Regions from separate parts of the Drosophila melanogaster genome. Here region 2 is linked to region 1. The links are chromatin contacts, called in public Hi-C maps. All regions are on one chromosome and are shown on one strand. The core of a region is the stretch at or near the end of the contact, and the rest is flanking DNA. Distances in the headings are between cores, read along the strand shown. Region 1 holds the start of Syx18 (Syntaxin 18). Region 2 holds the start of lncRNA:CR45917 (long non-coding RNA:CR45917).

Evidence for each region. A called contact is a pair of places that touch in the nucleus more often than the background predicts.
Region 2: a contact with region 1 is called in a Hi-C map of the Kc167 cell line, with 5 times the contacts expected there. A contact is called at or near these places in 6 of 107 Hi-C or Micro-C datasets (the D17-c3 cell line, the Kc167 cell line, the S2 cell line and 2 more).

The regions. Positions count from the first base shown.
Region 1 is chr3R:24,624,086-24,626,963 of dm6, reverse strand. Syx18 (Syntaxin 18) reads left to right here and starts at 1,402. Exons shown (of 2, transcript NM_079761.4): 1 at 1,402-2,489; 2 at 2,809-2,878. The coding sequence starts at 1,491. atl (atlastin) reads right to left here and starts at 1,293. Exons shown (of 5, transcript NM_143017.3): 1 at 1,152-1,293.
Region 2 is chr3R:25,649,140-25,652,017 of dm6, reverse strand. lncRNA:CR45917 (long non-coding RNA:CR45917) reads right to left here and starts at 1,446. Exons shown (of 1, transcript NR_133452.1): 1 at 461-1,446. jigr1 (jing interacting gene regulatory 1) reads right to left here. Exons shown (of 6, transcript NM_001347754.1): 5 at 2,521-2,833; 6 at 144-2,454. The coding sequence ends at 1,971. mir-92b (mir-92b stem loop) reads right to left here and starts at 620; the gene lies at 521-620.

The DNA of each region.
Region 1 (2,878 bases), core at 153-2,652:
ATAGATAAAAGACTACTGACAGTCTGGCCCCCAAAATTGTGTAATAAATTGAGGGATCCATAGCGAATGGATCTACCAACAGACCAGCGACTGTGATTCCCCCGCCGATCGCTGATGTTGCACAAACCAGACAAAAGCGAAAACTAAAAGCAAAAAAAAAACCAAGGGAGAGAGCCGCGAATGCGAAACTTTGATCGCTGGCGAGCAGCAATTAATAATAGAAAATAAACGGCGGTGTTGCTTAAGTGTGAGTGGATCAAAATTGACGATTAATCAGTTTAAAGGTCTTGCATTGCATCTATTGTTTGTTATGTTGTTTAAGAATTAATTAGGGAAATTGTTGGCAGCAGCCTAGATGCGGTTACATGCATTATTAGTCATCCGAAATAGTAGGGCACTTTATGTATGTATATTCCATTGGTTTGGACAATCATCTTATAATGAAGCTACATAGCAAAAAAAAAAAAAAAATCTAAATCTGTGTATATTCTTCCGATATGCACTTTTCAAATGAAATGTTCAAAATTCGTTATCAGTACTTAAAATTTCTCACTATGTACAAGCTTATCTCGGGATCCTTCCCAAAGAAGATAAGCCATTGTTTCTCTTGTCGACGTGTAACTATTGGATCCACCAAAAAACCCAAAGCACATGGCTCACCCGGAATTTAGAGCGACTTTCTTATAGAGTATATGGTAAATACGGTAAATGAAGCGCAACGATATCCATAGCGACTTTTGGACGCTTACCTTGCCCGCAATTCAAGGTGAAATGACGACGAACAATTGAAGTCACTGAAATGTGTATACATTCCGAGCAAATGGGCAATTATTATTAATAAATCGAGCTGAATGGCTGCTATCGGAATTCAGGGGCTTCGACTGCCGACCATGCTCATGAATATGTGGAAGATGATGATGATGATGAGGTTCATCCGGTATTGGCCAACTTTGCGAGTGTTTTGCATTCGCCTGGTTAAATTGTTATTGTTTTTGTTACATATACACACATGGAGATTATGAGGAATCCAAGGAAACTGGTTGCTCACACACGCACACCAACGCACTGCGACGGAGCCACTCACGCACACTACCAAATGGTCGGCTAACTGCGCAAATAATGCGGCTTCTGTGTCGGCCTTTGTTACTCACTTTACTTAACCATTTACATCGGACACTGGACTTCACTGCGCTGCGATTTTTCGACACTTTGGAAGCAGAAAAGTACGTATTTTGTTTGTGCTCTGCCAATGGTGTGACCGTACACCGTTGGGCGAAAAATCACCTATAAGTGTGGGGGTGAAAATTCATTAGCCAACACTGAAATGCTTATCGATAACATTTAGCTATTTTTAGTATTAGCTAACTGGTATATATTAACGGTCATCATAAGGTCACACTGCAAACGGTTAAACGAACGGCCACATTGTGTTGGACCGATGATGTGGATTTAAAAGTTAAATATTTCAAACTTAGTTATAGCAAATAGCTATGGACATCACCCAGAGCTTCAAGGCCAGCGTAATGACGGTGCGCCTGCAGCGCAAGGCCGAGCTGGCCGGAAAGGCCAAGCCCGCCACAGTGCCGACAAAAACTGGACCAATTGGCCCAAAGGATGACTTCGCCAAGCAGGCCAAGGAGGTGTGCAACAAGATCACTTCGCTGCGCAATGTGCTGATCGAGAACCGCACCGCCTACATGCGCATTGGCCAGCACCTCAAGTCCGCCGCACACATGACCGACGCGCAGCGGGATCTGATTGATCGCGAGTCGGAGAAGTTCGTCACCTTTTACACGCAGCACCTGGCCAAGATGCGCAGCGATTGGAAGAGCGCCAAGCGGAAGCCGCAGGAGCGTCAGCACATCGACGCCGTGCTGGACCTGCTGGTCAGCTATTTGCACAGCGTGGAACAGATCTATCTGGACCAAAAGAAGTACCGTGTGCAACACGAACTGGAAACCTATAGGCTGCTCAAGCTGGCGGCGGACAAAAAGAAGATACCAGTGCGTCCGGCGGGCAGCAACAGTGGCAAGCTGGGCAGGCGCCAGGTCAGCAACGATGACAGCGAAGCCACGAAGTCATCTTCACAAGCAAATGGCAACCACGACGAGTCCGCCGACAATGACTGGAATAACGACGCCTGGGGCGACTGGGATGAAGACGAGGAAGGCGACGAGGTGGACGATCACGATGGCGAGAAGGGCAAGGAAGCCAATCAGGCCAATCAACACAAACCGCGTACGCGCAAACGAAGCAAAGCCAACAGATCGGATCTGAACAACTCATCCTCCAAGATGGCTCTGGATGAGGAGCTCCAGCAGCAGCAGGAGGCCGACGATGACGATCCCCTAAGCGCCGAGGATGTGCAGCTCTTCGAGGCGGAGAACGTACACATCTACAACTTTCTGCAGGGCGTCTCCGAGGAGGTGGAGCAGATCGAAAAGAACGTGGTAGACATTGCCCAACTGCAGGACATTTTCACCGAAAAGGTAAGATGGCATGATAACACAAGTCCCAAGGAATCCTTGCTGTTCTTAACAACGATATCTTTAGTTTAATTTTGGTGAGAACATATTGCTCCATATTGCCAAGAATACTTAGTGGGTTTAAGTGGCTGCCCATATGTTTGTCGACTTAATCCTTCAATTAAAAATATTAATTGGCTTCGCTAAAATCCACATCCTTCGCGATTACAATGGATGTATAAGCCGGGCTCTTATTAGCATGCAATTAATTATTAACTAGATCCAGATAGATCCACGTCCTAATCTCATTTAATCCTCTTAAATTTCCCTTTCCCTTTTGTAGGTCGCCATGCAACAGCACAATATCGACAGGATAGTTAGTGCCGTCGTGGGCACCACGGAAAACGTCAAGG
Region 2 (2,878 bases), core at 197-2,696, 1.0 Mb before region 1:
GCATTTATTTTTATTTTCATTTCTCTTGCCACTTATGTTGGCCCGCATTTGGCCATTTCTCAAGTCTTTCGGCCCGCTCCAGTGCGTCTCTTTTTCGGGCCTTAGTTTTTTGGCATTTCCTTCTCTTATTTTTTTTATTTTTTGGCAACATATGCAAGTAATTTGATTAAATTATATAATTACAGGGCCAGACATTCGAGATGGCAAGATGAGTAGACGGCAACACGGTCCTGACTTTGACGAACAGCAGCACGCAAAACGCAGCACAACCGCACCACATTATGGCCATGGTGGTTAGCATTAAGTTAAAGTTAGGCTTAATGGCAAGCTGCTCGCAGCACCGAAAAAAATGGGCGTCATTTTGGAGCTGATACGATCAACATTGATATGTTTGTAGATCGTTTTATAAATTTGTTGCAAGATTAGTGATTAGATCCCACACAAAAACTAATTTAATAAAAAAATCTATGAAGTTATTATTTTTAATTATTTTTACAAATTATTTTGCACTGTGTAGATCGTCGACTGCGACACTCATTGCAGGCCGGGACTAGTGCAATTTGTATTTCGAAAATGCAACAAATAAGCACTGGGCACGGCCTACATCAGGTGACGTTTTAATGTACCACTGCACTCACATCTCGGATGCAATCCGCTCCAAACTCCAAACTGCCCAATCCCCATACCACTCACCTTTCGCGTTCCTTTTGTGGGCCTGGGCCTTATCAATACGCCAAGTCAGCCAACTCCAGCTGGGAAAAGGAAGAGAGGAGCCAGGAATGTCCGAGTGCCACATAAACACTGTAATTACACACACATACACACACTCACTCCCAAATGCGAGAAGCTGTAATTTAATTAAGAAATATAGACGCATTATTAAAGAAAAAGGAGTAAACAAGGGGGCAACGCACATAGAAATGGCCTGGAGGCCCCACCCAGTTTGGTCAAATGGAGATGTGCCTACTCAGACTTCATTTGGCATTAGGCATTCGGCTGTGCCGGCAATTCCGACTGCAGGTTCCAGTTTTCCCGGCACATATTTTCTCGCCATATCCCGGGATGGGAATGATGGTGCGTTGGACGTCCCACAACATCGATCAGCAATCTACGTGGAAACACCTCCAGTGATTCTGGGTGGCCTTTAAGACGGGCGTAAAATTAGGTGGTAGATAGTTTATTAGCATGGTCAGCTATCCATTGCATTATTCATGGCCTACAGTTCAACTGGCTTGAATAGCTCTTCCTCAGTGAAACTATTTCCTTGGGATAGTAATCAAAGTTTAGCTTCAAGGGCCGAAGGTGGAAGCTTTCAGAAGCTTTAGGGTTGGTTCTCGCATACAGAAAGTAATAAAACTTAAGGACCTTTTTGTTTGCTTTAAGTCTGCCAAGGGAAATGGAAATATGTATATGCCCCTTAAAGGGGCAGATTACTATTGTGTAAGATAATGATGGCCCTTATAGAGGTCCGAGTTGCGCAAGGGGAACGCTGACTGAAAGACGCTCACATTCGTGGCGAAGTCATAATTGCGTCTGATCCCACAGACTTATATACATAATGTATATTTGCATTTCAGTTGACGCCTTAATGAAACCATGAAGTGAATTATTGTTTAAAATATGTATGGTCCTTTATGTAGGATTTATAGGATTCTATACCATTACAGATGTGCATCTTACAGATAGAGTATTATGCTCTTGCCGAATCTGAAAATTAATCAATTTGGATTAGTCGACCCGTTCCCCTGCCTTTAAAACAAAGCAAATAAGTGTATTTTTCCATTATGTTAATAAATGAAATGCTTGGATCTTCCACCCCGGTTACTGCGAGGCTAGAAGACTTAAAAGAGTATAATTAAATCATAAATGAATTAATCGAATTTGTCATCAATGCAGCTTTTATGCTATACGCATAGATGTAGACACGCGTGCCAATATCCCTACCCTCAATTTAAAAGTGTAACTTAAATCTACTCGTCCTCCTCCTGCGACTCGCTGCTCTGATCTACCGGATCGACCTCATCCGTCTTTTCTTTGCTGCCGCTGTCCTCGTTGCGAAGCGAGGACTGGACCAATTCGCGGGTGAACTTCTGCACCAAGCGCAAGGCAGTGGCCGCTGGCATATCGCACAGGGAGTGGCACATGAACTCGCCAAATCCCCGGAATTTGGCGTACGCCGGTGGCAAGGGGGCTAGAGGTTGTGTTGGATAGTATCCGGATATCGACAGACTGTCGTCGACTCGGCGTTTCGACGGATGATCGTCCAAGTGCTGTGATCCACGCTTATTGCTCCTCATGGGATTAACAATTGGACTACTGATGATGTACTCCGGCTGGTTTTGGTGTCGTCGGTGATAGCTTTCCGCAAAGTGATTGTAGCCCTTGCCATTGGGCATTTCTCCATTCGTCGAGCGCTGGCTCTTGTTGGCTTCGTCAGAGTTATTCAGGGGAATCCTAAAAAGAAATGATGTCTTGTTATTAGCAAATGTTACGTTAGGCAGCAATGGATCATGGACTTACCCTAACACTGTGGTCACGGGGAGTGCCTGCTCGCAATCGAAGATCTCGGAGTCGTCCTCCAGTTCGTCCTTGATGCTGTTCATATGCCCGTTGCTGTCGCTCCGGCAATCGTCCACCTCGTAGGTCTCCTCATCCTCCTCCTTTACGCTCATGTTCTTAAAGCTGCGCCTGGGCCGTATGTGATCCCCCAGAAACTGGAGGCTTTCGAATAGAGGCCATTGTGAAGACTGTGTGGAAAGGCCATTCTCGACGCGTCGCTTCTCGATGTTATATCGATTCCTTAACGTGGTCATCCGTTCCCTTATACTGGTGGCTACGAATTAAGATGGGAATATGCCTAGAATTATTTCCTGTCATC